2 separate regions of the Sus scrofa genome follow, and region 1 is linked to region 2. Evidence: chromatin contacts called from public Hi-C data. All regions are on one chromosome and are shown on one strand. Each heading gives the region's core, a stretch centred on a gene start, on an enhancer-like site or on the middle of the called end of the contact. The rest is flanking DNA. Distances are from core to core; before and after follow the strand shown.

Region 1 (4,683 bases), core at 2,139-4,638, 240 kb after region 2:
GCAGTGGAAACGAATCTGACTAGGAACCATGAGGTTGTGGGTTCGATCCCTGGCCTTGCTTAGTGGATTAAGGATCTGGCAGTGCCCTGAGCTGTGGTATAGGTAGTGGATGTGGCTCAGATCCTATGTTGCTATGGATGTGGTATAAGCCAGCAGCTGTAGCTCTGATTAGACCCCTAGCCTGTGAATCTCCATGTGCTGTGGGTGTGCCCACTCCCCGCAAAAAAAAGGGCAAAATAGGAAGGAGTCGGGAACACAGAACAGTCTACCAGAAAACAAGCTACCTTTTCTTGATGAACTGAGATCTTATTCGCCATGAGGACACTTCCACAATGATTGTGGACCAACGTCAAGTCCTGGACTGGGTTAGGAATGGAGGGAAAGAAATGTGGAGGAATATCGTCTCAGCAGGGGTGAACATTTGTATCAAATGCCTCTGATAAAACCTCCACTTTCCTTGGGGAAGTTTTCAGGCCATCAGTCATTCACACTCTAAGCTAAATTAGTGAAATGGCTACTTTCCTTCTGATATTTACATGAGGAAGGAGAAAGTTTTAGTTGGCATGAGCACTGGGGAACTTGGGTGGTAGAAGGGTATTTGGGGTGGGAGAGGGAAAGGTTGGGTAAAGCTTTGCACACTTTAGAAGTCAGGTGTGACAGGATGTCATAATGGGGCCCTGAAGCCAGAGGAAGTACTGTGACATTCAACATGTGTGTGGGATGTTCACAGATAAGGGACCAAACAAATCTAGTGACAAATGTATTTCCCAAGCCAGAAATGTTGCATCTTTGGACCCATATTGGCCAGAGTATTTAATCTGTATGGTGGAAATATGTGTTAGTGCTGACCTGCATATCTGAAAAAGGAACATTTTATTTTAAAGCTAGTAAGGAAAAGAAATCTTAAGAATAAAACCGAGAAACTTCAAAGATCTGAGCTTTCTATATAAGGACAGAAGCTTTTTTTTTTTTTTTTTTTTTTTTCCTGTAAGTGGAACAGATTATCAGCTTGGGGATGTAGAGCCTCTTTACGAATCTTAAACCCAACTGCAGAGAAGCCGACATTGAAACTGGAGAAGGCGAGTTTGTGTCCTTAGAGAGCTCTGATGATGTTTAGGCTGAGCTTTCGGTTAAACGTTTTGAGACCTGTTAAGAATTGTAAACTCTCCTTTCTCTTAGTTCGGCTGCTGTAAAACAGAAAAACAAAAGCAAGGGTCAGAGAGTTGCTCACTTGGAGAAGACCCCAGGAAGGACCAAATAATTCATCAAGTGAAGCAGATGTGGTCCAGAAAAAAAAAGACTAACTGGAGAAAATCCATCTGAAGACCAGGCTCTTTGTTGACAGCTGGCCAGAAAGACATCCCAGGATTTCTACACACTCTGAAAATGTAGAAATGGGTGACCCATCACCCTCTGTATAGGAAAAATTGGTTTACTTTATATGTATAATATATATTGAATATAGAATGTTTGCTTTAAAAAATCATATTTATTGGCATTCTCATTGTGGCTCAGTAGGTTAAGAACCCAATTAGTATCCATGAGGATGCAGGTTCCATCACTGGCCCTCACTCAATGGGTTAAGGATCTGGCATTGCCATGAGCTGCGGAGTAGCTTGTGGATGTGGCTGGGCTCTGGCATTGCTGTGGCTTCCTGGGAACCTACATATACAGGGGGCAGCCATAAAAAGACAAAAAATAACAACAATAACATTTATTGATCTTACCTTCACTATAGAGAAGTATGAAGAGGTAAACAAAAGGATAGGCTATAATCTCACTTTGATAAATAGATCAGTGAACAAATCTATCCATGGTCACAAAATACAAATATACAGAAAGGCCTAATTCTTTTTTTTTTCTTTTTGTCTTTTTGCTATTTCTTGGGCCGCTCCCGCGGCATATGGAGGTTCCCAGGCTAGGGGTCTAATCTGAGCTGTAGCCACCGGCCTACGCCAGAGCCACAGCAACGCGGGATCCGAGCTGTGTCTGCAACCTACACCACAGCTCACGGCAACGCTGGATCGTTAACCCTCTGAGCAAGTGCAGGGACCAAACCCACAAACCTCATCGTTCCTAGTTGGATTCGTTAACCACTGTGCCACGACGGGAAGTCCCAAGAAAGGCCTAATTCTTGATTTATTTGTTTGGCTTCTGATTGATGGACAGTCTATTTGTTCCCCCTCCCACTCTTTTTTTTTTTTTTTTTTTTTATATTACAAATCTTGCTGCTGTGAATATCCTTGTATGAACAAGGTGAACATCTTGGTGAACTTCCACTCAGATACCCAGTGGGCAAGTTCCTAGCACTAGGAAGGCCAAGTCAAGGGACATGCATAAAAATTGTAACAGATCATAGCTACCCTTTACTGAATAGGTACTTTGGGCCAAGAAAACGTCTATGTATTATTTTGCATCCTCATAAAAACCTTTCAAGGTCATGAATATCATTTGTGATCACAGGGGAGGGTGACCTGAAATTCAGGCAGGAGGAGGGGTCTACCTTGGGTAAGAGCTGCTGGTGGCAGAACTGGAGTTTGGTCTGAGTCTTTCTGTCTTGGAACTGACATGGCCACACAAGGGTAACAAATAACATTGAGGAGATTGCCAAACTGGAAGGACCTTGGCCATCTCCTAGTCCAAGGCTTTCCATCCCAGACATGGCAGGGAGACTTCAAGCTCAGTGTTTTGCCAAAGGCGATGTTGCTAGGTTGTACAGGGAGCTGCCTTCTAGGACAGAGCCCTTACAAGGGCACTAAGGGGTTTGCACGCTGGGGCCAGAGAGGTTCTTCTTCCCAGGAAAAGCTCGGATGAAGCATAGAAATTCAGAGCTGCTCTGCTTGAATGGAGGGAGGCAGCCCAGTGCCTGCCTATCCATTTTTCTCCACCTGTTCTGTCCCTGTCTTGGCCCCTCTGCGGAACACAGTTTGAAAACCACGCTCTGCACCACAGCTGCTGTGCCTTCCACGTTAATGATCCTTACTGTCCTGGGCAATACCCAAAGCTCTGAATTGTTCCTGCAAGTGTCTGAGTGGGGCGGGGGGGGGGGGGGGGGGGGGGGGGACGGCACCCTTCCTGCTGCTGTTCCCTTGGCCTCATCTTCCTGCCTAGGGGAGGCCTGGCCTTGCTCCTTGCTCATGCTTCTTGCCTTCCGGACAGGCTATTACAGATGCATTTAGGACCCTGGCAGGGTTGTAAAAACGCACTATGATTAATCCTAGCCGAAAAGTCAGAAAGCATAAGAAAGACGAGATAATCAAAACATTTTAAAATGTGAAACTATCTTCTGCCTGGGGCGGCGTCGGCGGAGAATTACAGCTGCTAAATGACCCAGTGCGATAAGCATTCTCCGCGGAGCCACCACGAGAGGATGGGCGAAAACAGCAGGAGCCGCGCCTCTGCAGAGGAAGCCAAACAGGAAATTTGATGTGAATCATCAGAAAGCAGACCGTGCAGAAAGGGGCGCTTCATCAGATGGGGCGCATGGTGGTGTGCTGTTTAGGGCAGAGGATGGAAGATGGAGCCTTCGCTGGGTCTTAGTTAGAGGCGCCGGGCGTCCGTGGTTTGCGCGAGACTGAGATGAACAGATTCTGCTGCGGGAGGAGGGACTGTTTCGGAAACTGCAAATGAACTTCAGCTTTGGGCACTAGGAGAGGAGGCCAGATTGATGCCCCAGTGATGCCAGGTGTTCTGTGTCTGAGATGCTGAGAAAACCTTCAGCAGACCGCGCGTGACCTCAGCTTATTTCCTAGTCAGTTATCCATCAATTTCTGTGTCACCTGCCCCATGGGGGTTGGGAGGCAGATCGCATTTTCGCACTTCTGGCAGACATGGAGCAATCAGTTTCCTAAAATTAGGCAGGGTTCCATTCAGTAAGACCTTCACGAAAAGTGAGGCCGCCTGCAGGCTTTGGCCCTGTGTGGCGTCCCACAGCCCCTCCTCTGCTGCGGGAACTGGCCTCTCCCCACAGGGAGGAGGTAAGAGGGAAAGGTGGGAACATGTCATCTGGGACTGTGATGCTGTCTGGAAAGCTGGAGTGCCCTGAACACTGAGACAGCCCAGGATTCCTTTTCCCCAGAAGGGGATTCTGGAGGCAACACTGCCTCTTGCTCACACCAGCTCCCCTTCCCAGCTTCAGAACTGACTACTCTTGCAGGCCCATGGATGCAAGCTTGGGATGCCAGGACCAGGAGGTCAAGGTGGTTTTGAAGATGTTCAAGTCATTTCCCAAGAGGATATCAATAACTGCTGCAGGCTGAAATGAAGGCAGAGAAAGTCTGCTAGAAGGAGTCCTGGACTTGGACTCTGGAGAGAGGCTTCAAGGTCTCCTTTCACCACTGGGCTCTTGGGCTTCACTCTTCATCTCTTTTCTTTCCTGTTATATAAAGAGGCTGGACTAGGAGATGGCTGGGGCCATTCCACCAACACTGGTGGAAGGACACTCTCTCCTCACTGTGCCCCCATCCTCAATCTCTCCCCACTCCTGGCCACCTCCTGTAATAATAAATCTAACACTGCGTGTCTACTATGGCACTACCTGTAGTGCTTAACAGACAGGAGCTCACTCAATCCTCATAGAATCCTGTGGGGTTAATACTATTTTTCTACCTTCCCAGACAAAGGAACTGAGGCACAGAGAAATTTGGTAACTAGTTCAGGGCCACACAGGTAGGAAGTGGCCAA
Region 2 (5,013 bases), core at 472-2,971:
TAGATATGTATTAGGTTAAAGTACATTATCAAAATTAATTCCAGTGGTCTTTTTTTCTTACTTTCTTTTAACATGGCTTCTAGGAAATTATAATTACACATGCTTCTTGCTTTCTATTTCAGCTGAATAACACTGATTTGAACCTTCATTTCTTCGCTTGTTACTGGTGGTGGTACCTGGGTCCTGGAGGGTCTAGATGGAAATAAACAGTGTGGCAATGAGATGACACCCAGGGTAAAGCATTAGGGTGACTCCCTGATGACTGAGAAACTTTAGTTTTAGGAAACGTGAGGTGTGCTCACAAGAAACCCAGGCTAATTAGTTCTGACCTGGGTACCACTTGACCTCTCTGTGCCTCGGGTCATTAATCTGCAAAATGGGAGGGCAGGGCTCAATTCCTGCATGATGAAGTAAGACCAGGGAGGGTCTTTAACTGCAGTCATTTTCCATTACTCCAAATTCAAGAATAATTCTGCTAAAAATAATCAGGATTAACCTCATAGGTCTTTTTTTTTTTTTTTTCATGGAAGTTCCCAGGCTAGCAGTTTGAATCAGAGCTGCAGCTGCTGGTCTATACCACAGGCACAGCAATGCGGGATCTGAGCCACATCTGCAACTTACACCACAGCTCACAGCAAAGCCAGATCCTTAACCCGCTGAGCAAGGCCTGGGATCAAAGCCACATCCCCATGGATAGTAGTCAGGTTAGTTACCGCTGAGCCACACAGGAACTCTGAACCTCATAGGTCTTTATCTTCAGCCAGCTGAGGCCCATCCTGAGAAGTGCAGTTACTTATCTGTCAGTTCTGCTTCTGTTCTCGTGGAAACAAACCTGTAGGTTCTTCTGCGGTTCGTTAACACAGTTAAATACACAGAGAATGCGGAGAGCAGGCTGGGCAAAACAGTCAGACCTCATTGCCCTCATGAGGGCTCAGCGAACAATGTGAAAACAAAAAAAACCTAAAGATGAGATTTAGAGGGAACTATATTTGCTTTCCTTGGAAGCTACAGATGAAACATCTACTACTGTGCCATTAACCTACTAATTAAGAAATTCCAGGTTTTATAACAATGTATCATAAAGACCACTCCCATGAAACCCAACTTTCCCTTTTCAAAAATCAAATACCCCCCCACCAAAACAGCATTACATCTCCAGAATGTTAATTTCTGTTTAAAAGAGGATGTTAAAAGCAGACAAAACTACAGATAGACCGACACTTCCATTTCTAAACAAAGCTGCGACTGACTCAAGGCAACCTCAGTCAGCAGCAGTGCTGGTGCTGAAAATCGGCAACTTCCCTAAAAAGTATCAAAACATATGAATTGGCCGCCACCATTAAAAAGTTGGAATGATTAACGCCCAGGTGGAGATCTCTGGTGGTGCAGAGCCACATCTGTCAGAGGCCCAGCAGCACTGCCCCTTTCAGGTGTGAATGGCTTGTGTTTCTCCAGCTGCACAGCCCCACCCTTGCTGACCTTCCCTGTTTACAGACCCACCAGCCAGGCAGGTGTTCTCTAAGGCAAGAACCATAGGGAGGGAGCCACAGCCAGGGCTGGGGGTGGGAGGGAACAGAAATGAGTACAGAATCCTGGCTCTAAGCCTGACAGATCTGGCTTGATCTTGGCTGCACTTTGGGAGCTGGGTGACCCTGAGTAAGTCACTTCGCTTGCTGTTGCGAGGGAAGCTAAATGAAAGGAAAGTGAAAGGAGTTCTCTAAGTAAGGGGCCTATGTGGTACCTGGCATGTGGTAAGCGTTCTGTTGAAGTTACTCCTCCTTATTCTCAAGGTGAGAAAGAAAACTGTTTAGCATAATCCATTATCATGGCAAAATCTAGCTGACGATCAAAGAAGTGGCTTAAAAATCATCACTGTGAGAATATGAAGGCCTACCTCATTCACCATGAAGAAGTGACAAGGTGAAAAAAAAGAGAAGCTTGATCAAGCACTACCCCACTGTAGTAAGTGATGCAGGTGAGGACTATCCAATGATGCTCAAAGCACTGGATGAAAGGTGGGTAGGGAACAAGACGTTGCCAAAGGACCCAGGTACCAGCCTGCAGATGCCTTACTGAGAGTGAACCTGGACATGGGTGAGGTCTGTTTACCAACGAGATCTATGGTTATCTATGGGATTGAACTTAGCACTGGGGATGGTGGGACAAGTTGAAGTCTTGCCCTGATGTGCTGTACTATCAAGCATGCAATACCACCTATGAAGTACTCTTGCCAAAAGAGGCTTAACCTACATCTAATAACAAGCCTCTAGATCTAACAATTTTCAGGAAGTGAGGAGTAAGTTCAATAACACCATGAAGAAGCAGAAGAGCCCAGAAGGTAAGATGTTCTATACCAGAGTCAGCTGGGGACAACTGGGATAGTTTAAATATGGACTGGATATTGGGTAATATTATGGAGTTATTGTTAAATTTCTTACTTGCTAATAATATTGTGGTTATGTAGATGAATGTCCTTATACTTAGGAGATACTTGATGAAACATTTACAGGTAAGGCGTCAAGAAGTTTGCAACTTTCAAATGTTGTAGCAAAAATTTATATACTGTATGCTATATATAATACATATTATATATATCATGCATATTATATATTACACATTATTACATACATGTAATTGGAAGAGGGAATAAAAAAGGCAAATGTGACAAATTTAGAACAATTGGTGAATCTAAGTAAAGGATATATACGTATTTCCTTTATCATTCTCCCACACCAGTGGGTTTGAAAATCTTCAAAATAAAAAACTAAGAAACTGGAAGAGAAAGAAGGGAAAGAAAAACCAGGAAAGAAAAAAAAAAAGAGATCAGATACTATTACTACGTCTTCTTTTCATAATCTCCTAACATTTATATTCAGGTCAGCTTTACGTGTGCTTTTTCATACAACATGGTTTTATTTTTACCAAATAAATTTCATGTGTGCTCATTCAAACTGATGTAGAGATGAGGAAAAAAACAAAAACAAAACTGATGCAGTCACTGTCTTGGCTTCTTTGTTGGCTGATATCAAAACCAGACTTTCAACAAAGCTCCAACAGGCTGTAGATGTGTATCAGGTAGGTATGAAGCCTAAAATACTGTACCTCAAACCCCTGAAAAAAAATTTTTTTTGTCATCGTGTCCCTTTTAGGGCTGCACCCTCGGGCATATGCAGGTTCCCAGGCTAGGGGTCTAATCGGAGCTATTGCCACCGGCCTACGCCAAAGCCACAGCAACACCAGATCTGAGCTGCGTCTTCAACCTACACCACAGCTCATGGCAACATCACACCCTGAACCCACTGAGTGAGGCCAGGGATTGAACCCTCAACCTCATGGTTCCAAGTCGGATTTGTTTCCGCTGTGCCATGATGGGAACTCCTCAAACTCCTGAAATTGATGCCTAATTCCCCCTCTGGATGGCGTTTAAGTCAGTTAGATTGGATCAAGGGCTATGGGTGGAGCATCCTCTTTGATCTCTTCCAAAAATAGCCCCCCTCCCCCGACCTGCACCGGGCAGTTGAGAGAGGAATGACAGGCCCAGGATGCTGGGAAGCTGGGCCACTGAGGTTTCCGAGAGACTGGTCCCTCTGGGGCATCTGCACCTGAACTCTGGAGCACAGAGCAGCAATGTCATAATCTGAGGAGCAGCCCTTCTGAATTCAATCTTACCACAGCTCCCATAGAAAGGAGAATCAATTCTGTGGTGCTTTTAAGCTGGAGAGGGCCATGAAGTCCCGGATTCAGAAAGAGTGTGCACGGGCCTGGCTCTGCTGCACATCAGCACCACCACCTCAGAGCAGTGCTTCTTAGTGGGGGTGCAATGAATGCTGTTTGGGGATACTTCTTCCCCGGGCAGGGCTGTCCCAGATACAGCAGGACATCTACCATTCCTGCCCCACCTGTCTCTCCATATGCCATCATGAGAGCCAGATGACAAACACCCACATACTCCCAAACACCCTCTGCCTGAAACACAGGCTATATTCTCCAAGCCTTAGATTACATGTGGGCCTAATACCTGCTCCACCACCTAAGAAGAGGTCTGGGAGGAGCAAATACACCACAGCTCCTCATGAACTTAAATGAGTGCTACAAATGGTATGTATCATCCCATGCATTCACATGGCAGCCTGCCAGTCAGGGGCAAGGCTGGGGAGGTGGGGTGGTCCCACCCCCTGGATCCCAGGGGGCTGCATCACAGTGTCAGTGCTCCTGCCATGTACTAGGACACATGATAGCTACTTTTGCTGAAAATGGTCCCCCTTCCAAAGTGAAAAACTGCTCCATAAGTGTTGCTGCAGGAAAACCACATCACGGTGTGAATTTTAGGGCCAATTCTAAATATATGGGCTATTGGAGCAGAAGAGCAGGAGGAGCGGCCTCGGCCCCGAAGCAGCTTCAAAGAACCCGGTTTAGGAGTTCCCGTCGTGGCGCAGTGGTTAACGAATCCGACTAGGAACCATGAGGTTGCGGGTTCGATCCCTGGCCTTGCTCAGTGGGTTAAGGATCTGGCGCTGCCGTGAGCTGTGGTGTAGGTCACATATACATCTCAGATCTCATGTTGCTGTGGCTGTGGTGTAGGTGGGTGGCTACCGTTCTGATTAGACGCCTAGCCTGGGAGTCTCCATATGCTGCAGGTACAGCCCTAGAAAAAGACAAAAAAAAAAAAAAAAAACCACAAAAAAAAACCTGGTTTAGAATGGCGCCAAAACTAACCTGGGAGGGCAAGGACACTTCTCTCAGGGAGCAAGGGGCAGAGGACTGTGGGATTATGTCAAGGAGCAAGAGGACCTGGTATTGATGGTCCTAGGCACACCAGAGCGGGGCAGCGTGCACTTGGCTACCTTTTTTTTTGTATTAAAAAAAATTATAGTTGATTTACAATGCTGTGCCAATTTCTGCTGTAAAGCAAAGTGACCCAGTAATACATATATATACATTCTTTTTCTTATACCATGTTTTATCCCAAGAGACACAGTTCACAGGGCTGGTTTTCCACACTGCTGTTCTTTT

What was found. A called contact is a pair of places that touch in the nucleus more often than the background predicts.
Region 1: a Hi-C map of blood shows a contact between it and region 2, with 5 times the contacts expected there. The contact joins two enhancer-like sites. A contact is called at or near these places in 1 of 47 Hi-C or Micro-C datasets (blood) and 2 of 2 datasets of contacts at active chromatin or transcription factors (alveolar macrophages and skeletal muscle).

The regions. Positions count from the first base shown.
Region 1 is chr1:77,938,108-77,942,790 of Sscrofa11.1, forward strand. No RefSeq gene overlaps it. Among named protein-coding and RNA genes, the nearest start is that of WISP3, 65 kb to the right of the region's middle. Within about 2 kb of position 3,389, at least 15 of the 83 cell types and tissues checked have an H3K27ac peak or open chromatin away from gene starts, as enhancers often do.
Region 2 is chr1:77,699,105-77,704,117 of Sscrofa11.1, forward strand. It overlaps a transcript of FYN not described here. Among named protein-coding and RNA genes, the nearest start is that of FYN, 59 kb to the left of the region's middle. Within about 2 kb of position 1,722, at least 7 of the 83 cell types and tissues checked have an H3K27ac peak or open chromatin away from gene starts, as enhancers often do.